Regions from separate parts of the Mus musculus genome. Here region 1 is linked to region 2. The links are chromatin contacts, called in public Hi-C maps. All regions are on one chromosome and are shown on one strand. The core of a region is the stretch at or near the end of the contact, and the rest is flanking DNA. Distances in the headings are between cores, read along the strand shown.

Region 1 (6,522 bases), core at 1,715-4,214, 560 kb before region 2:
TTCATGGTGGGAAGTATGACAGTGTATAGGCCGACATGGTACTGGAAGAGCCAAGAGTTCTACATCTTAATATGAAGGCAGCCAGAAGAAGATGCTTCTGCACTGGACAGAGCTAGAGCACAGGGCCTCAAAACCTATACCCACAGTGACACACATCCTCCAACAAGGCCTCACCTACTCCAACATTGCCATACCTCCTAATCATGCCACTCCCTGGGTCAAGCATATTCAAACCACCACATGAGGTTTGCTCATATGTTATCATGTAGCCTTCTAAATTGGCCATTGGAAACTGTAGTATTACTTTTGCTAAACAGATAATCAAGATCACATGGGGTCAAATGCTTTTGAACTTTCTGATCCACCTGACAACTTCTGCAAATCAAATTTTAAGCTAAATCCTTTTGACTTTGAGCTAATGGGAATTTTCAGCATCTAGGTGAAATTGGGCCCTCATCTTGTAAAGAAGAAATGTTAAATTAATTAGCTTTATTTGATGAGTCGGGTTACATGGGAAGCACTGTCAAGCAGGGAGGCAAAGCTAACATTATTCTAGGTTATATTTATAGGAGTTGCTGAAGTTATGTTAACATTCCTAAATATGCCACATAGCATGTTATATTAGGGTTCTCTAGAGTCACAGAACTTACATAAGGTCTCTATATATTAAGGGAAATTATTGGAATGAATTACAATCTGCAGTCCAACTAGCCCAACAATGGGCAACTGTGAGTGGGAAGTCCAAGAATCTAGTAGTTTCTCAGTCCCACAAGACTAGGTGTCCAGTCTTCTGTATAAACTGGAATCGTGAACAAGTAGCGCAGATGTGCTGGCAAGTAAGTGTAAGCAAACGAATAAGAACAAACACTCCCTTCTTCCATTGCCCTACATAGGTCTCCAGCAGAGGGTACAGCCCAGATTAAGTGTGTGTACCACCACACCTGGATTTGGAACCTGCTCTGTCCCAGGCTAGCCTTGAACTCTGAGATCTGCTTACCTGTCTCCTGGAATCAAAAGCAAGCACTACTTTGCCTGAGCCTAAGCTTTTCATGGCCACTATGCCACAAGATCTGGATCACAGATGTGCCCTCTATTTTTGGACTATAGTTTATTCCAAATATAGTCAAGTTGACAACCAGGAATAGCCATCACATATGTGATCATAAATTTGCCTATTATGTTAAAGCACTATATGTTACATAAATAAATTCTCTCTCAGGAAGGTTGAAAACAGAGGAAAGATGGATGTTGTCTGTCTGTGTCTATTTCCCTTAACAAAGCCTTATGCTCCTGAAGAAAACATATGCTGTTCTTTTTCTACTGTTAGATCCTGGCATAAGAGTCAACACACAATGGGTAGAAAATAAATGCTTGAGACATAAATAAGAAAATACAGATGTCAGAAATAATAGCTAAATAATATAATGTCTTTATAAATCCTTAAGACATCCATCCTCTGTGGCTTAGAAAGACGAGCATATAACAAACAATGTTGAACTAACAAGATTAAACTTTGTAGAAAGGTTCTAAATTATTGATGCTATCCTCTGGAAGTCACTGTGTAATGAGCGGGGCTGTTCAAGGGGGATTTGAGGGGCTCTGAGCATGAGCAAAGCTGTGCTAGAAGAAGAAAATCCATATCCACTCATTTGCTCAAATCCTTGGAAATCAGTTCTTAGGCAACTCAGCAGTTCAAATCTGGGAGGGAATCTGCAAGTGAGCCATTAGCGCAATGCTATGCGTGTCCTGGGCATTCATGGTGGGTGATTCACAAGGGGGAATATTCTCCCAAGTAGCTGTAGAAACAGTGTCCACATGCACAGGGTACCAGAGGACACAGGGAAGGAAGATGAGAGTTACACCTTTGGACATCTTTTGGAAATAACCAGGGTGTCAGCTGGGGGCAGGAAGAAGGTCAAGGTACAAGGACCCCTGGAGGGGCCATCAAGTTTGCACAGAACACAGAGTATGTTTCACCTTAATGTGACATTTAGGAGGTTGCAGTTGGCCTTTCTCTTGCAGTAGTTGCCCTTAGTTCCTGCCTAAAAGCCTCCCTTCCCCTTTAATGGCTGTCTCCTCGGAACCACTGTCGAGACACAGTTTGGCATCAGCCACAGTATTTGGAGGAAATCTGTTTGAACATTGGCCTTGACCTCTGAAAGGTCAAGCAGCAGGCCTTTCAGACATCTCAACTTGAATGCCATTTCTAGCATTCCTGCATGGACACAGGATTGATGAGCAAGGGGCCAAGGAGTGACTATTGAATTTAATCAACAGGACCATGTCACTTAACCAAGTAAGGCATGCCATTCTTTGTCATTATTAATAGTTGAGAGATTACTTTCAAATATAAGTAAGCATGTTAGATGTAATTAAGAACAAACAAGACTGATATGCCTTGGATTTTGAATTCCTATTATTCAATTAAAATATAATTTTTGGGTTTTTTTTATTGTTTTGCTTTTATAAGACAGGGTCTTGCTATGTAGACTTATATATAACAGGTCTGGAACTTTCTAAGCAGACCAGACTGGCCTCAAACCCAGATGATATCTGCTTGCTTCTGACTCTGAAGTGCTAGGATTAAAGGCATGTGCCCCCATATCTGGCTTAATTACGTATTTTTAGTGTTCAAGACTAAAATGGCAGAGCAATTAGTAATGACAGTGGGAGTGTTTTTTTATATAAATTATAGTAAGCAATTGCTGATAAGTGGAGATAGCATTAACAAGAAAAGTTCCAGAAGAATACCATACTCATTTTGTTATAAAAAGTTTCACTAACGTAAACAACATGGATTAGAGTCCAATCTAATCTTCACAGAAGCACTGGGGGAGTTAGCAGTCATGAAATTGGCCTTGCAAACGCTTTAGCATTTAGCGACTTCATTCCATTTGCCCTGTGTATCTTCAGTTCTGTTTTCAGGAAGTAATTAGCATGCGGCCTAATGAAGCCAGATTACCCGCTGTAAACAGACCGACAAGAGGCCGCTTTCATCATTTTCTCTCTGCCAGGGAGAAACCACAAGGCAGGCAAGGGATTTTGGAACTGACTTGTCATGTATTCATACAAGATGTTCAAACAAGATGAAATAGCAGCTATTATCTTTTTTTAAAAGGCTTCTCAAATAAGACAGGGCCTCTAATGCAGCACTTTGCAGATTAAAATACCAGCATAGCAGCACTTGCCACCAGCACAGACAGTCTGCACAGAAAGTGGTCCACAGACCAGCATCCGCTGAGAAAACAGCCACACACACTCATTCTTAAGGGAGCTGACATGTCTTATTGCTAATATTCCTGTTGTGCTTTTCCAGGGAAGATGTTAAAGTGTGTGTGTGTGTGTGTGTGTGTGTGTGTGTGTGTGTGTGTGTGTGTTTATGCCAGAAAAGCAAGTTGTAGATGGTAATGCAGAGAAGTGTTATTTGGAAGCTAATTAAACTGGTCCAAAATCACTCTTCTGGTCCCAAGATTTCAAAGGGAATATTTTTCTCGAGCAGAAATTTGAGGCAATAAGTACCTTCAAAACCATTACAAAGAAAATTTGGGAGTCATTTGGTCTCTGCTTCAGGAAAAAAATAGAGTTAGAGAGTATCTTTTTCAAAGTACACAGGGCTTTTTATTTATGAGATTATCTCAAAAAAAATTGTAAGCTAGCTATTAACCAAATCTTTAGTACAAGAGTGAAAAGTCTCGTCTCCCAGACAGAAGGGCGTGTTACTAGCAGTGGCGATATCATCACCCATTCTAAAGTGGCAGACCTTGTCAGTAAGGCTGTCTGGGTCTATTGGAATAACTGAGGCCTTCACCCACATGGTTCAACTTCATCCAGAAGACCAACTTGGGCTTAGTCACATGGTAGTGGTCACGGCAACCCAAAACCAACAAAAGGGAAAGCAAACATTCCCTTAAAACAGCTTCTATCGAGACGTCCTCTGTGGAGATGGGGACGCAGCTCGCTGGATGGAGTGCTTGAATAGCAGGTGTGAAGCCATGGGCTCCTTCCTCAGTAGAGTTTAACCTGGGTAAGGTGCTTCACACCTACGATGCCAGCATTCCAAAGGTAGAGGCAGGAGGATCAGGAATTCCAGGTCATCCCCAGCTATGCAGTGAATTAGAAGCCAGGGTGGACTAGAGACCTTGTCACACACACACACACACACACACACACACACACACACACACATAGACACACCAAAACAAAGACTCCCTTTGACTTTCTCAAATTGTGGATTTGATGAGGCCACTTCCCTGTCATTAGTCAGCTTTTCTCCCCTCCCCTCTCTGTGCTCCCAGGGCTGAAGCCACAACACTTCTGCAGCCCAACCTGGATTTGCATTTAGGTGCTAAGGATTAGAATTCAGGTCCTAAAAGCCTCAAGATGACTATTTTAGCTTATGCGTATGGAGGTTTTGCCCACATGTGTGTCTATGCACCATGTGCATGCCTGACACCTTCAGAAGCCAGAAGAGAATGTCCGCTCCCCTGGCCCTGGAGTGATAGCCACTGATAGTGGTCAGTGGTTAGTCACCATGTCGATGTTGGGAACTGAATCAACCTCAGGCCTCTGCAAAAGGAGCCAGTGATATTCACTGGTAAGCCATCTCTTCAACCCATAATTTTAATTTCCAATCCCCTCATCTCCCACTGGCAAGGTCTTTCTACATAGCCCTGGTTGTCCTGGAATTCACTTTATAGACCAGGCTGGCCTAGAACTCACAGAGACCCACCTGCCTCTGCCTCCTGAGTTCTAGGAATAAAGGTATATTCTACCACACCCAGCTTATAAACTACATTTGATCGGAAAAAAAATCATAAGAACAAAACGTTTCTATTTTTTATGGAAGCCTTCTGGATAGGATGCTACAACCAACATGAGTCCATTACACATAAATGGCTTCTTAGAAAAGGCTGGTCCTCAGGGACCTTCCTGCTCTTAGGAGCTCTCCCTCCTGCTCCAAGTTCCCAGTCTTCCTTCTTGAACCCTCAGATTGCATTGCAAGCAGGGTTCCCCCCTCTTTGCCAATTCTGCTGAAAATGAACACTCTTAGGGAGGAAAGAACTTACAGCCCTCTCTTTTAGCTTGCTGTCTGTGAGAAGGAAAAGGGGCTGGGAAGTGAGTGGTGTGTACAGAGATCACCTTTAAACTTCCGTTCGATGCATTGCAGTGGGGAAATGTAAACTGCAGTCTCTCTTGTAAGCCTCAAGAGATTGATCTTCTTATTCTGTTGATAAATCTAGCAGTACATTCTAAAAAGGGGGGGGGGGGCGCTTGGGTTCATATTCTCAACTCACACAGACTAAAGTCCCTTTGACCAGTCCTGTTTCCAGTTAGTTTATTTAAATCTTCCTTAAAACAGTTTAAATTGCATTCATAAATTTAGCGTTTTCAATTTTCTTCTTTTAAGCACATTAATTACCAATTCGGACAAGCAAAACATCCCCAAGTACTCGCAGGCTAAATTAGATTTATAAATATAATGAATCTCTTAAAGATACCAATACAGTACCCTTTGTGAGACATAAAATCCTCTCATATCTCCTAGCCGTAGACCACAAATCTAAACTGTTTCCCCATTGCTCATTCCAAGTCAAAACCTAAAGATTAATCTCTCAGACACACTCATACATCTCATTTTATAAACACTGTGAACACCACAAATGTGAAATACACACAGATTGTCTCTAGCTTGCTAATGCTCTGTGTTTGCTCTTATGATCTTTCCTACTTATTTTCAAGCCTTCCCAAAGCTAAAGTGTGCGTCTGAGCACTAGAACTAAGAGAATAGGTGGTAAATCTCAAATTGAGTGACTGTTTTTATCCAAGCAAGTAGCAGTTATCTTTTGCCAGAGGCTTTTGGCCCAATGTCAGAAATGAATTCCAAAGTGATTTTATTTTCACCAAAAATTTGACCCGTCCAGCAGGTCCAGTTATTCGAGGGTCTCGAGGGGACCTTCTCCTAAGAACCAAATGCGGGGAGAGAGAGACGGACACCAAGTGCAGGTACGACATGGCGGAAGCAGTCTGAGTAGCATCAAGGTGTCACTGTATTCAGCAAGGCTCAAGGCTTAAATGCACAAGCAAAAGGGGAAGTACTTCTCAGCAGGAGGAATGGGGCAGCGGAAATACACAAGCAAAGGAGGAAGTACTTCTCAGCAGGAGGGATGGGGCAGTGGAAATTTTTCTTTTGGCAGCTACACGGGGAAGCAGGAACTTGGTGGTATCAGGGTGTGGTCAGGACATCTGGCGCTGACTTAGGGCTGGAACATTCTGTGGTTGTTCTCAGAATGGTGCTTCGGTGGCCTGCTTTTGACCCCCTTTTCTTCTCGGGGGGGAGAGGCCCAATTCGGAGATCAAGACAATAGAGTTGTCTTAATAGCTCCCAACAAAAATTAAAAATGATGCATTTGCCCTTTCAGAAAATTAGTCACTCCAACTAGCTAAAATTCCTTCCTGGGAAAGACAAGCAAGGTCTACCCCTCCTTCTCAGGCCCAAATGACAATTGTGTTAGGGTTACTATT
Region 2 (6,162 bases), core at 2,792-5,291:
ATGGAAACATTCCATCCTGCAGGGAAGCTCCAAGAGCAGGAAGATAAACGACTCAAGATAGTTTCAGGAAGTCCCTAAAATTGACAGACGCACTACACTCCTCTCTGCCAGAGTACGCAATTCAAGATGAGAGTTCACCTCTAAGAGGTGAACCTAAGGTAAGCAGAGCTGCAAAGAAGACTCTAAAATGAGTATCAACACAGAAAAGGGAAGTCTGCTACCATCATCTGAGGGGGTATGGAAAAAGCAGAAACCAGCTGAGCTGCCTGGAAGAGACACTCTCCAACCTGTTGAGCTCCCTGCAAGCTGTGCAATGAAATTCCCAGCTTCCCAGCTTTTATGAGAGTCACCCATGACGATGGGGTGGGTTTTGGTAAGGCAGCTGTCTTTGAGTCATTTCTGCCCCTGTAAGCAGATAACCCTCTTATCCATTCTCTTCCAATAAAATTCACTGGTTCACCAAGTTTGACTTTGGCCTGCTGTGAGATCCTTATCTGGGGTGAGCAGACACGTGTGTTATGTCTCTCAGGAGAAGTTCTGTCACACACCACCACTCCACAATGCCACGCACTTGCTTTGTCCTCACTCCTGATACTATATGTTCAGTGTACTTACCATTTAGTTATTATTAACCCTGCACACAGACTGTAAATACTTGCAAATTCACAGGGAAACGAAACATTTCTTCTCATGTTAACTAATTCTATCTTCCTTCCATCTTTTCTCTGAACCAATCTAATGGAGTTAGCTGAAAAGTTTCTGTCAGTGTCTATTGATGAATGTGAATGTGAGTTTCTAACGCACTGTGTAGCCCTTGCTTCAGTTCTGTAATGCTGAGGGCTATCTGACCAACATGGTTAAACTGTGTAACAGAGCTCAGCAGAGCCCTCTGCCATCAGAACACTCTTGTGTCGCAGCCAGAGCAGCCCATCTCCCAGAGCTGTTCTTGTTCAAATGACTGGTGTTCAGTTTCTACCTCCTGCACATTTTTACTGTTTCCTGTCCACGTTCTTAGATACTGGGCATAATTCCCTAACTTTTTATTGAAGATTCCTGCCTATCAAATATTTCACCTACAAAAAAGGCCAAAAGAAGTACCCCTAAGCCAAACAATACTTCCTGATGTTCCTTGCCAATTATTTGAGTCACTTATCCATTAACCACAGAGAAAGAGTAGCTAAGACCAGTCTATAGTGAGCTGTGCTTTGGAATTATGCATACTTAAGTATGATATTAAGCTTCCTAAGAGTGTGACTTAATCTAAAAACCATCAAGACTGACTTGATTTCAAAACATACATACATTCATCCTGGGGGGGGTCAAAAGAACAACACCCAGCATTTGTATTTTCCTGTATCTCACATGCTAGGCAATGCGCATATGGACACATTCAAACCACGTACTGTAGTTCTACAGAGGCACATCCCTGGCTCCCTGAGGGCACAGGATTGCCACATGGACCGTGGACTTAGTGTAAGCCAACACATTATAAAAAAAGCCCAAGTGCTGGGACTCCCACACATGAGAAAAGTATAATGTGTTTAAGAAGTATAATGTTTTTTTTTTTTTTTTTTTGGTTTTTTTTTTTTTTTTTGAGACAGGGTTTCTCTGTATAGCCCTGGCTGTCCTGGAACTCACTATGTAGACCAGGCTAGCCTTGAACTCAGAAATCCGCCTGCCTCTGCCTCCCGAGTGCTGGGATTAAAGGCGAGCGCCACCACGCCCGGCCAAGAAGTATAATGTTTTAAAGCATGTCTATACACAAGGATTTCCCTAACATCATCTTAGAGTCTTGACCTCAGATCCCAAGGGTCTCACCAGGCATATCTGAGGTCAGTGAAGACCCTGAGGTAATAGAAGAAACTATTCTTGAAGCTTTCTCGATCTTACAGCAATTAGGAATTCAGAAAATAGGATAGAGACTGAACAGATACAATTGGAAGTTGGGAGTGAAATGGATACTAAGAGCTAAGGACACAGCTCATTAGAGTGCCTGCTTAGCAGGTACAAAGCCCTGACTCTGGTCCCTGTGGTATTACATGAGAAATGTCTCCCCTCGCGTATCTGAACACTTGGTCCCCAGTTGGTGGTTATGGAACCCTCAAGAAGTCCAGCTATGTTAGAGGAAGTATGTCACTGGGAGGGAGAGGAGGATGTGACAGTGGCTTTGCCCGAATTCCTGCTCTTTTGCCACTTCCTTTGTGTGGACACAAATGTGATCAGGCAGCTTCCTGCTCCTGCTTCCTGCTCCATGCCTTCACTGTCAGACTCTACCTCTCTGGAACTCCAACCAAAACAAAATCTTCTTTCCGTTGTTTTTGGACATGGTGTTTAATCATGGGAACACGCCCCAACAGCACCATCAAAAAGATAGTAAAGAGAAAATGGAACAGGTAAATCTAGATTAACACTGCCAGAGTTTTAAAAGTGTACCATTCCCTGGAATGAACAGGGGAAATGTTGCTTGTTACTGAAGCACGCAAGAAGCCTCCTGCCCTCATAGGCTGACGATGTGCAGTGTGCAGGCCAGCTCATTCCTCCAGTTTACAGAGTGAGTCAAAAGAACATTTGTGCTGCTCTTCTCCTCGGCAGCCTTCCCAATTCCACACCTCCAACGCCTCTGCAGTGGCCGCTTACTGAGATGAACAGCGCTGTGGTTGTCTCAATCCACAGCAAAGGATATCAAGAAAGGACACACCTGCATCTGGGTGAAGATCTGAGCTTTCTGGCACTCCTCCAAGCTGGGCCCAAATGCAGCCATCACGTGCTCCTCTGTTCCAATCATCTGCACGATTTCCTGGTCACTCTCCACACCCATGGCCTAGGAAGGGAAGAAAAGATGGCAGAGTGTTGGCTTTGTGTCTCCTCACTGACATTTGCTTATGCTAATCTGCCATTGTGTGTGGGTATTACTTCTAAGCAAAAGCCAGCTCTTCCCTCAGAAACGGTGCCATCTGGCATCGGCAGCCACGGACCAGGCTGCACGAGAACCTGAAACAGAAACTGCCGTTTGAAAGAGGAAGGCAAACATCCTCAAACATTTTTCTGCATGTGTACAGCCCTCTCAATTTTTTTTGAAATATTCTAAGAGTTTCACCACGAAGAAATGAGGCTGGGAAGTCGAGTGGAGAGGCCTGGTCGTGGCAAGAGCAAATAAAAGCAAGACCCCCAAAGGTAGTGGATCAGAAAAGAACACTGCTGTACCTGAGTGTGACCCCGACTAGTTTTGCTAGATCATCTCTTTCTGAAAACATCAAGTTACTCAGTCACCAAGAGAATTTTCCTAAAGGATGTCTTAGTTCCATATTCTAGAGATACCATATACTACGCAAACTTTAAAGAGATATTTAAAATGTAGAACAAACGTAGCTGGCCTAAGGAACCCTCTTAAGTGTTCTTAGGTGGCAGTGGCCGCACGCCTCTGTAGGTCCCGAGAGGTCCTAGGCCTAATGACTTCTTCAGACACGTGTCTGGAATGCTGCCACGTGCAGACACAGCATAAGCCCACTAAGCTCTCTGGATGCTGTAATGACCTGTTTTTTAGAAGTCAGGGGAAAGTCATGTTTGCATCAACATGTCTTCCTTCGGCTTTGAGAGGAGACTGAACAAGAGGCTGACTGTCTAGTCAGGCTTGTCTTCTCAGTTCTCTCCCACACAAAAGAGAAGGAAGCTGAGTCCCCAGGCCCAATGCAGACCTCCAAGGGCACTGTCCTATAACTACTGAGAGGGTGGCCATCTATCTGGAAGGCGTGACTCCTTAGTCTCCCTGAGGCCGTGCCAACTCTAACACCATCATGTACTTTCTTCTATCACAGGTACAGAGGCAGCAGCGATGGCACTCTTCTAGCTCAAAGTTCTATGATCACACATTTAACCTTGAAAATTCTGAAGACCTGGGGGATGATGCTAACTAAGCTGATATGTCCCTTTTATACCAACTGAGGGGAGTTTGAAAATGTCCCCACGGCCCCTAGCACCAACTCCTCTGATCACAGAGTTCATTTGGTGACTCCCCTCTGTGGGAAGAAGTGACTCAGCTTTGGAAGCCTGGTTTTACAGGCTCTGTCGTTTCCTGCTTGTTCCTGCTGTCAAATCATGAGGGTACACATGAAGAATGTGAGAAGGTTCAGAGGTTAGGAAAAACAACAAAAAACAAAATAAAAAAAAACCCTTCTTCCCATCTTGGCTGTGGCCACTGCCCTGCTCTAACTCAGCAAGAGGACAACAGTTAGACAGACAGACCGATAGCAGAAAGACAGTGTGCCAGAGCCACCCAGCCAAGTAACCCCCACATTGCTGCCCAACAAAACAAGGATGTGCTTTGTAGTTATTTCTGAGTTGGCATCTCCCCTCCTAAAACAAAGAGAGAGGCTGACAAAACTCAGGAAATTGAAGAAACTTCAGGGACTCAGGAAGCTGATGAAGCTTACAAGACTCAGAAAATTGTAGAACATGGCCAGGCGTGTGGTGGCGCATGCCTCTAATCTCAGCACTCAAGTGGCAGAGGCAGGCAGATCTCCTGGATTCCAGGCTGGCATGATCTACACACTGAGTTGTAGATGAGCCAGGGCCAAATAGTAAGACTTTGTCTCGAAAAAAAGCAAAACAAAATGTAAAAACTCAGGAGGTCCTTCTCCACTTACATAAGTCTGAACAAACTGTTGGGGGAGCTCTAAGAACGCAGCTCTTGTGAGCTCTCACCTAGACTGGCACAGCTCTTTTGGCTCTGCAGCCGCCTTGAGTCAGGCATGCTCCTGTAAGGAGCCCCAAGAAACTCGCAAGTTTAGCAAGCTAAACTAAGATGGAACCGTCTCGATGGCCAGATGTTACCCATCTGAGGTTTGTCCATGCTTGTCCACGTCTCCCCAGGGAAAGCCACACAACAGGGTGGCAACTCAGACACAGCTCAGAGAGCGAATGTAAAAGCAGCAGAAATTAAATCCCCTAGTTGAACCTGATTTTATTTGAGACAAACTAGGCGTGGACTCCTAATGCTCCTGCCTCAGCTTCCCGAGTGCTAGGATTATAAGCATGCACTCCCACAAGTGGCTTCACACTTTCCCTTTACAAATAAATTCTGAAGACTCAGATCCCATTTTTATTAATTTCTATAGTCCTTCTATCTCTAACGTGATAAGAAGCATTTATTCAAGTAGCTTATAACAATAAATGTCATTATGTTAAAAACATACACATTCATTAAAGCAGCCTTTTATGATTAATCGGTTAGCAGCTCAAAAAGTGACCAGTTTTAACTTTTTAAACAAAGGAAAAAAAAACAGGCATGCTAACATATGAACCATTAAATAAGTCCACTGGGCTTATATTAGAAGTTTTTACTTCAGTAGCCTCTAAATACAAAGAGATTACAAACTTGATTGCCTACTTTGGTGTTTAACAGGAACAAATTTAATAAAAACAAATCATTTCTCGATCATCATTTAGTTGGCCACTTAAGGTGTCCTGGTGTGGAATGTAAGTGGCAGTTTTTAAATTGTTTATCACTTTGGAGTGGTTTAAAATATATCTAATCAGAATACTTGGGCCTCCACACATGCCTAAGCTGGGAAAGAAACCAGGCCAAGCAATGGTGAACGAGACCATAAGCAGAAAGCATGCGCACCGCCAAAGCTTTCCAGCCAAAGCCTGAGCTCGTCCTATCAAGTCACTGAATCTCGGAGCCCTATCTCAGCAAGGATCACCAAAGGAGCTCCAGCAAAAAGACTGTTTAGCCTTCAGCAGCCATGGCTACAAACAGATGATCGCGTCGCCATGGAAACAAACAAAATGCCCACCCATTTTGCTTTACAGACATAATTTAGGCACCTGAAAAGTAGCATTCCGTGGAACTCTTTGTACTCCTGAAACCTCATCATTCCCACTAATAAATAAGTCAGGAGAAAATGCTGTACAATAATAACCTTAGGGAAAAATGGCCGAGATAATGTTTGTCTGAAAGTCACCAATGGTCACATGGTCAGTTAGAAAGTGGCATGATGGGCTGGTGAGATGGCTCAACAGGTAAGAGCACCAGACTGCTCTTCCAAAGGTCCTGAGTTCAAATCCCAGCAACCACATGGTGGCTCACAACCTTCCGTAATGAGATCTGACTCCCTCTTCTGGTGTGTCTGAAGACAGCTATAGTGTACTTACATATAATAA

What was found. Hi-C and Micro-C count contacts between places; a contact is called where the count stands out from the background.
Region 1: a contact with region 2 is called in a Hi-C map of the HPC-7 cell line, with 4 times the contacts expected there. The contact joins two enhancer-like sites. A contact is called at or near these places in 2 of 484 Hi-C or Micro-C datasets (the HPC-7 cell line and cortical neurons).

Annotation. Positions count from the first base shown.
Region 1 is chr10:85,201,118-85,207,639 of GRCm38.p6, reverse strand. No RefSeq gene overlaps it. Among named protein-coding and RNA genes, the nearest start is that of Cry1, 19 kb to the right of the region's middle. Within about 2 kb of position 2,964, at least 14 of the 459 cell types and tissues checked have an H3K27ac peak or open chromatin away from gene starts, as enhancers often do. A contact at or near this core is called in the HPC-7 cell line, where this site is marked.
Region 2 is chr10:84,643,455-84,649,616 of GRCm38.p6, reverse strand. It overlaps Polr3b (polymerase (RNA) III (DNA directed) polypeptide B), which reads right to left. Exons shown (of 28, transcript NM_027423.2): 10 at 2,699-2,821. Among named protein-coding and RNA genes, the nearest start is that of Gm17249, 24 kb to the right of the region's middle. Within about 2 kb of position 4,041, at least 106 of the 459 cell types and tissues checked have an H3K27ac peak or open chromatin away from gene starts, as enhancers often do. A contact at or near this core is called in the HPC-7 cell line, where this site is marked.